Linked DNA regions of Nothobranchius furzeri: region 1 is linked to region 2. The links are chromatin contacts, called in public Micro-C maps. All regions are on one chromosome and are shown on one strand. Each heading gives the region's core, a stretch centred on a gene start, on an enhancer-like site or on the middle of the called end of the contact. The rest is flanking DNA. Distances are from core to core; before and after follow the strand shown.

Evidence for each region. Hi-C and Micro-C count contacts between places; a contact is called where the count stands out from the background.
Region 1: a contact with region 2 is called in a Micro-C map of tail fin, with 9 times the contacts expected there. The contact joins the promoter of LOC107394781 here to the promoter of LOC107395303 in region 2. A contact is called at or near these places in 2 of 2 Hi-C or Micro-C datasets (skeletal muscle and tail fin).

What each region holds. Positions count from the first base shown.
Region 1 is chr6:37,809,165-37,813,835 of NfurGRZ-RIMD1, forward strand. It overlaps LOC107394781 (L antigen family member 3-like), which reads right to left and starts at 3,233. Exons shown (of 3, transcript XM_015973877.3): 1 at 3,152-3,233; 2 at 2,399-2,527; 3 at 1,856-2,323. The coding sequence starts at 3,198. The coding sequence ends at 2,191.
Region 2 is chr6:37,617,584-37,622,240 of NfurGRZ-RIMD1, forward strand. It overlaps LOC107395303 (zinc metalloproteinase nas-14), which reads left to right and starts at 3,350. Exons shown (of 9, transcript XM_015974668.3): 1 at 3,350-3,460; 2 at 3,847-3,899; 3 at 4,074-4,139. The coding sequence starts at 3,409. It overlaps zcchc9 (zinc finger, CCHC domain containing 9), which reads right to left and starts at 1,143. Exons shown (of 6, transcript XM_015973903.3): 1 at 1,027-1,143; 2 at 79-452. The coding sequence starts at 450.

The DNA.
Region 1 (4,671 bases), core at 1,983-4,482, 190 kb after region 2:
ATAACAATGTTTATGAATAGGGAAAGTTTTGTAACAGTTTCTTACAAATCAGTAAATACATTTTGTCCTCACAGGCTCCTGTAGAAGGAAACATGACATCTAATATGGCGATGACCAGAGACTTAGACCCACCATTTTTTAGACCTGATTTTCATGGTTATGTTATGAAGCTGCCAATTTTATTCAAGAACTGGGCAACATTTAATTCATTTTCAACATCATCTTGATGGATATTTCCAGAGATTAATGGTAAAAACTACACATTGTCACTTTAATCAACAAGCATGGGAAGTTATTTATTTACCATTTTAATAAACTGGTTGTCAGAATTCAAATTAGTAAAAACAAAAAGCTTTGTTGAAATTATAAACAACCACTCAAAGGACTACGGAAAAAGATGTCAGTTTTCCTGTGTGGTGTAAATTTGGGTTGAAGTTGTTCTGGAGCTGACTGAGCCTGTTGCAGTCATAAAAACTCATGACATGTGACGTCACTAAAAATGTGATGCTCCTTTATTTCCCTCAGGTTTATAATTTACACAAATAGAATTATTGAATGTTGCAAATAAACTTAACTGGAGTGTGTGAATGGTTCTGATGCCTGATTAATGAAAGTTCAGGCATTCCACAGAAACATCTCTGCTGACTGTGTTGTTTAAACTGGAGAGCTGATAACTGAGATGAGATCACTCTAGCTTTATTTCACTGAACATAGTTCACACTTAACCCACCTTGCTTGCTGGTGGTGTTCAGAGGGACCAGTGGCACCTGTGTAAGGCAGACTCCCTTCTGTCAGAGTGCCACAGGGCAGCTGTGGCTACATTGTAGCTAATCAAGGTGTGAATGTGTGTGTTGTAAAGCATCTTGGGGAGTTCCAGGACTCTAGAAGGCGCTATATCAAATACAGTTTGTCATAAAGGGGTCAAATGTGTTGGTGCAGAGTTTCTCATGCATGTTTTTGGAACATTAAAGTGAGCGCTACAAAGGACAGCAGCTTATTTAGAATTTGTTTAATCCTAACTTCATCATTTTAATAAATAAGAAAACTGCCATTTTCATGTTTCCCCTTGTTTATTTTTTTATAACTCACAGCAGTATTTGAAGCCACACATTTATTTATTGTCAGACTGTTTTTAAAATTCTGGGGATGTGAGGGAATGTGGGGCCTTTTTTATTTGTTAAGCACTTTGAGTTGCATGTATTGCAGGATTAAGTGCTATATAAAGTTGATTTACTAGCATAGATCCTATAGATATCGGAAGCAGGAATGAGTGTACAAAAGTGAAATCTTAAGCCAGAATTATATACTTCTGATAAGCAATAATTATTTAATGTGAAATTAATATTGCTGAGGAATTTAAATGTTGCATAAAAGCATTAGCATGAAATCTTGTTTTAATAGTGTAATGACTATATAAACACTCTGTTTGCAGTGTGATTTACTGTTAATTTATCTGTCTGGGCAAAACTAAGCTTTTTGCCAACTGAGGTCACTCAAAAAAAAACACGTAAAGCATTACAAATTTTAATCCCAACAGATCTGAATGATCCTTTAATTGTTAAACTCCTGGCTGGGATTTGGTCAGACCTACAAGAACCTGAAGTGTTCTAGATATTTATTAGCTCATAATCCAGGAGGAATTAACTGTTTAGGTCAAAATCAGAATTATTTTTCAAATGGGTAAAATGGATTGATCGGGATTAAAAATAAATTTCATAAACTACTCACTCAAACTAAAACTGAATTTTATTATCCTGACACTAGACTTTTATAAGTAATTAAGAACCACAATGTTTCATAATTTTTACAGAAGTTACATTTTAACACTTTAAACATCAATTTTTCTTTTACGTTATTAAGAAGTCAAATAGCATTTTATTTAATTGAGAAACACCTTTACAACATCTTACACCGCCTGACAGATGAAACTTACAATCATAATCATCTTGGAAAAAAATATGAAGAAATTTGATTTTTCCTGCAAAAAAAAAATACACACAACTCACAATTGGGCTTTAAAAACAACAAATTCATGGAGCCTTTCAGGAGTGGGCCTTTACATTTAAAACAAATGTAAGTCCACTTTTACAAATGAATTTTCCAGATTAAACCTGGACTAATAAATACAAGTTGTATTTTATTAAACATGTTCCAAGTGCATCTATTTCCAGAAAAGAACGCTGATCAGAGTTAACAGACTTGTGCTGCATCACAGAGCAATGAGGGTCCAAACATCTCCATGGTCTCTATAACAAGCGATAGATGATCTAGAAATGAGCTGACAGACACTCTGAGGATCCGAGCTTCGTCTGCACTCCACCTCCTGAAACACAGCGACACACGTTCAGAGGGATGAATGGACTCAGCACTGAGAACAGGATGAGGGAGAAAGCCTCACACAGACAGAGTGCTGCCAGAAACGCTCAGCTGTTTGCTTATGCCACCTCTTCTCGGTTCCTGATCAGGAGACAGAGATCGTAAAGCGATGAGCGCCTCGTGGGATGATGGGAAAGGAACATCCAGAGAGCTGCTAGACAATCAAGGAAGACTGTACAACAAGATAGAACCCAAGCATTAAAGCTGGAAAAAAATCTAACTTTTACATGCTCTTATTTTCCATGTATTCGACACTAAAACGACGAGTTCATTTGTTAGATATGTTGGTGTTCTCTAATAAAACTGATCTGTATTCTCCACTTGGTGACACTCAGATTTAAGGTTAAAACGTGTTTTATGATGGTTTCTCCCTAAAAATAAAGAGCCTGGGGATCTGGGGTCCGATCGGAGGGCGTACATCTACCGAAGACAAATTCCTTGTAAATGTAATTTTACTTGGCCAATAAATCTGAAATCTACTGGCGAGATCCAAAACAAACAATTTCAATCATGACAAATGGAGCAGGTAGCACGATTCTAAATATTCAACATCTTCAAAATGTATACACCCAAAATACACACCACCCGCTACACGTGAATTAAATTCACAGAATAAATTCACAGAAAAAGCACGCAAAAGAACAACTGAGCCTCTCCATGACTGTGTTGTTTTAATCGATCTGCAAACTAAAAACTAAAACGATTAAAAACAATAAAAGCCCACAGCTCGTATGTATCTCTGAGGTAAACGTTTGAGCATTAAGTTAAAGGATACAACTCCAGTTTGCCTGCTTCCAAATTTGAATCTCCGCCGGTCGCCATCGCTGTAGTTATGTTTAAGCATGTAAACCGGAAAAGGAAGTGATGTCAACGTGTGGGCTTATGAGGTGCTCCCTCTAGCGACGGGTGGTGGTTCTACAACACAAACAGCAACAGATAGGATGGCATTGGTCTCGGACTGACAAAAAACACTGCTGCTGTTTCAAACAGATGTTGATGAATCGAAGTACAGACAGCGTTGTCCAGCTGTAGATCCACTAAATGAACATCTTGATTTAAAATAACTTAAATAATTCACCCTTTATTCTGTTGCTGCTCAGAAATACTTTATAAAGTCAAATAAATGGGGTTTCTATACCACAGCAGGTCATCCTTTACTCATTCTGCAAAGCTAACCTTGGTCAAAATGACAATCCTTCCCATCTTAGATTACAGTAATATCATTTATAGGACTGCTTCCAAAAATCTACATAAACTCAATGTCATTCATCACTCAGAAATCCGTTTTGTCACTGGTGCCCCTTTCACTACTCGTCTACATGTGCCATATTTCCCTTATCAGATTCAACCAGCTGAGTGGTTTTGTGGTATGAGCATCCATACTGAGACTGAGAGATCAGGTTCAATTCCTGGTTGGGTCATGCCAAAAAATGGGACCCAAAGCCTCCCTGCTTAGCACTCAGCTTTAAGGGTTGGATTGGGGGGTTAAACCACCAAATGGTTCCTGAGCACAGTGTGTCTGCAGCTCACCACTCCCTCAGGGGATGGGCAAATGTGGAGAACAAATTTCGCACACACACATCACTGTGTGTGACAACTAATGGGACTTTAAATTTTAACTTTAAATCTTGGTTGATCAGAAATCCCCAATCTCTGTTTACATGGATACTCACTGAAACGATCTAATCATGCAGTGAGTATACATACACCGAGCATCCAGTCAGGTTTAAAAGGTTGAGCATGTACAGATTTGTCTTTCCCAGAAAAAAATGTTAACAAACACCATCTTGTCCGCACGTTGCATTTTATTTTCTTATTCTCTAGCTTTGTTAGTTGATTTAAGGTCCCCCCCTGGGTTTTTACCTGTATGCGTTTGTTTTTAGTGATTGTTTTATCTAAGCTGCAGGCTCAGGGGTATGTAACGTTACTGTTCCTCTGCCACAGAGGAGGAGAGCAGGATAACTTCTGTTTACCTACTGCCATGTTTTTGGCTTGTCCTGAGCATCTGTAAAGGTGGAAAAACAGCACACTGAAGTTGCGCATATGCGCAGTGGGCATTATTTTACTCCAACAATCCGAAAGGATTATGTATATGGACGTCAATCAGAATGGTGCTTGGACAAACCACCTCTCTCAATCAGAATGAAATTTCATTCCGGTCAGACTTGATACGGAAAGCCGTACCGGGTCAGAATATTCCAAATGGCATGTTTACATGAAGAATTTTTGATCTGATAGGGAACTCATTTGGATTATTGTGCCCATGTAAACGTAGCTATTGTGATGTGTACTCAC
Region 2 (4,657 bases), core at 2,100-4,599:
GCCAATCTTTTAAACGGCTCTTTGATGTTAGCAGCTCCCTTCAAAGATCCTTAAGTCCCATCACTACAAATCACTCACCATTTTATTCGTCTTATCCTTCTGTCTCTTCACCCTCCTGTCCTCTCTCCTCTTGTCTTTCTTCAGAGCCACCTCCACCTCCTCTCTGAGCTGCTGCTCTCCACGCCTACCTCCTTCATCCCCTGTTTGTCCGTTCTGCTGCAGAAACTCCAGAAAGCCGTTGACATCCTCGTTGGTGTACTCTTTCTTCTTTCGATTGGGCTTCTTCACAGCAGAACTGCCAGCCTGAGTCCTCCTCAGAGGGTTCGTCTGGGAGCCTTGTGCAGCACTGGAACTGTGACCTCCTCCTCTTCCTCCTCTTAGCTGACCCCACGGAGTGGCTTCTGCTGGTTTGTTTTTGTGGATGTTATTGGCCCTGGCCCACCTCGTCATGACTGCAAACAAAGACCTGATGCTAATTATCCCACAGCATTGCAGGCTAGACATCTTCACTATCTAAACTTGCAACCACGCAACACACACGCGCGCGCGCACACACGCACACGCGCACTTCTAAAGCATGATCTGTAAAGGGTGACGTTTAAGCGCTTTAAATATTAGAACACACACACACACACTCTAGATCTAAATAATCGACTACCGAGCCGACATTCAACAAACCTGATAGTTTTGAAGGATCTCGTGTCACAAAATGATTCAGGGTTTTAAACATATAATCTAACTGTGGTGTCAGTTAGTCAAACAAAGTCTGTGTTCTAGAGTATAAAATCAGCTGTACCTTATAAAGACGTTTCATTTGAAGTATATTTGAGATGTTAACAAGGCAGATTTATTGTAATAAAGATTAACTCAGACGGTGGATTAGTAATCTAGTTGTTCAAGCTGAGTTAGCTTTTAGCTAACCACCGAATGTTCCTGATTTTCGTTAAAAACACTTTAACAAAAACCTACACTAATATTCTTTGGTAAATTAAGTCTAAATTATCAAAGTAGCACCAAAAGCATTACCTTCAGCCGTTTGATCCCATGTGTTTCTATTTTTACCGGAAGTGATCAGTACCGCTTCTTCTTCCCCGGCCTCATTTAGCGTTGTAACAATGTCGTTTTGCGTGTTGTCGCCACCTACTGATCAAAGTGACACGACTCGAGGACAACGTTCAGTTGAGAATATACTTTTTATAGTAGCTAAACGTAAATATTTATTACTTTAACCCATATGTTTTATTTGGTAAACGTTTGTGCCATCCGTTTAAATTTCCTGTCATTGTAACAAAACAGGATTCTTTTAGTGAACATCCAGATCTGTTTGTTCCACATTCATCATGACCGGTTGTGGATCTTTACCAGTAGCACAGTCAGCCAACCCTTCTGTCTTTTGGCAAAAGGACAAACCAAACCCTGAATGTCTATCTTTGTGCAACTTATTAACATTTGGAGAGATTTCAATAACAGATGTCACAGCTAATGTACATAAAAATAACTGTTTTGACAGCTATGGTGTGAGAATTCTGTCATTAACAACCCACACTCAAACCTTATGATACCTCTTGAAATCCCAATAATCTTCCTAAAACAACAGTAACTGCACTTTCTTCGTTGTTTGAAAGGTACATATTTGTACCAATTCTTTAAAAAGGTATAATTTCTGGTTATAATCTCTTTCACTAAAAAACAAGCAAAGCTATACTTCTCAAAACAGATTTCATAGTTTCACTGTTCACCATTTTGTAAGCACTGAAAGAAAGTTGTAAAAGAATTTGCTGGATTAGAAATAATTAAAGGGACTGTTAGGAAGTTTGAAGTTTTATGCTCGCGATCTCCACTCAGTCCTAACGCGTAACTGCAGCTTAAAAAGTAAGTTTGTGCATGAGGTGTGCATGCTGTACGTGCACACTCCTTAATGAAAATAACAGCTGAGACAGTCCCGTGTGTGTGTGTGTGTGTGTGTGTGTGTGTGTGTGTGTGTGTGTGTGTGTGTGTGTGTGTGTGTGGCCCGGAGGACAGAAGAACACAGCAAATTAATGAAAATAATGTGCTTCTGTCTCTGCAGCTGCATTTTCTCGTCGGCCGGCCCAACGTGCAGTGTGTGTGTGTGTGTGTGTGTGTGTGTGTGTGTGTGTGTGTGTGTGTGTGTGTGTGTGTGTGTGTGTGTGTGTGTGTGGCCCGGTGGACAGGAGAACACGCAGCTAATTAATTAAATAATTTGGTTCTGTACCTTTCTCTTCAGTACAGCCGACAAAGGTTTATGATGGGTCAGTCCTCCTGCATGCTCAGATCATTCCCTTCCCTTTCTTGAAAAATTGTTCCAAAATGAAAGTTGAACCCACATCTTTTTTATCTGTGAATTCAATGCCTTTCGGCAAGTCTCAAATAAAAATGTGGGCATCTTATTACTGTAAAAAAATGTATCATTAATGTAAAAAAAAAAACTCCAAATAACAAATTATGTTCACACCCAGAATCAAACCCGAGTTTTCTGTTTGTGAATTAGACACCTTACAAGATGAACTGAAGCGCCAGTGACATTCATTGTATCTGTAACATTTATATCCTTGATGACAGCTGAAACAACGTCAATCTAAAGAATGGTTTGGCACAAAATGGCTATTTTGTTGCAAATGTGCAGGAAATATCTAGAAGAAAGTTCTACAGAAAGTAGCTAAGGGTCCTCATGTAGCTAGGTTTGTCACTAGGCGTTAGGAACAGCGACAAAGTGGCACTGCCTCTCTCTGCTGCTAAAGCTACGGATAGCAATTGCTACGGGCTATGACTGAGCGTGAACGCGCATGAAGCAGCCTGCTCGACCTGAGCATCTCTCTTTTTCTGTGATTTTACAGAAAAATAGGCAATCACAGTAAAAATGCCAGGGCTCATTCTACAGGACCAGGGCATTGCAGGAGAATGTATGAAGAAGAAATTTATTATTTCTATACATGTTTTGGCTGTCAAACTTCCTTATAGTCCCTTTAACAATAAATTAATAAAATGTGTTGACTAATTGATTATTTTTGAAAAGAGACATTGTACCCATAAATGTACAATTTTGTACTTTAATTTCTGAGTGTGTAGACAGTTGGTAAAGTAGCCACTTGGCTGCACACACACACACACACACACACACACACACACACACACACACACACACACACACACACACACACACACACACACACACACACACACACACGCGCACACACACACACACACACACACACACACACACACACACACACACACACACACACACACACCGTTTCATCTCTCACTCAGACTGATTCAGACATGTCAGCCTGAGGACGGAGCCTGCAGCTCACAGCTGAATCCACTCAGTGGGATAACTGAACACCTGGAGCTTAAATCTTCTCAGCAAAGTTCATTTCCACAGAGAACATGCAGCTTTGGCTCTTTGTGGCACTTGTGCTTGCAGAAATTGTCAAAAATGGTGAGGAAGTCACACTCTAATGTGGTTTATACTGTTGGTAACAAACTGAGGATGTTTGTCTGCTTTTGTGATGCAGTGGCAATGCATATCTATCACTCAGAAGGTATGTTTTTATAAGAGATTTTATTCCTGGAACACTGTTTTTATTTGATTTGTCAGACAACACAGTTTTTTTTTTTGGTTGGTTTGTTTGTTTTGACTTGCTGTAACACAGAAATGTCCAGGCTAGATAATTGCTGTACCCTACTCACTAAGATTTGTTCTACCTTTATTTATTTTTAAATTTAAAACTATTTAAATTCATTTTACTGGTGATTATTTTTGTCGCATAGCTCCTCTACTAGTTTGAGGATTTCATTTCTGAAATGACAATATGATTCCTTCAGAGCTGAGGAGTGGTGTAACGTCACTTGTGGTGGAGCGAGACGTCATGCTATTGGTAACAAAATTGTACATCAAATATTTCTTTTGGTCTTTAAAAAAAGTGTTTAATTGGATTAGTGTGTGTGTGTGTTTGGTTAAAAAAATGTAACTTAATTGAAGCCCTGGCCTAGTGTCAATAAGTCAAACATTTTAAATGACTACATCATTTTGACTACATGTTTTTCCTCAGAAAAGGCCAAATCAAACAGATCTGAATTTTCCTCATCCTTGTGAAGAAGTAACACCGTATCGAAAGGTAAGTACTTAACAAAGTGAGCCACATCTGCAACATAATACAATGTTAACTCGGACTGCATTATTTTTCTTTAACTGGACAGTTTCATTTTTGCAAAACTGTCTCGGATAAATACATTTCAGTGCAACTGAACTCAAACGCACCATGATGTGTTTTATTTTTCCACAAAGATACACAATCAATGATGAGCAGGGGTCTGCTTCTAGACTTACAGAAAAGGGACACACAACAATACAACAGGAGCAAGCTATCACTGTATCAATGAACACATGTATTTAATTTTTCTAATGGTCACCCTCTGGGTTGACAAGGTGGTGTGTGAAAAGTTTGAACATAGCCTCTTGGGTGTGACGACATTCAAACGTTGCAGCTTCAGCATCATGACTGACTCTCATCTAGACCTTTTCAGTCTGAAAGGTTTGATCCAAACCAAAATTGGATTAAAATTGGTGCTCATGTAATCTGAAATGTTTCTAATTTCCTAGAAGTTCTGAGGCCAAGTAGGACATCTGTCCTGT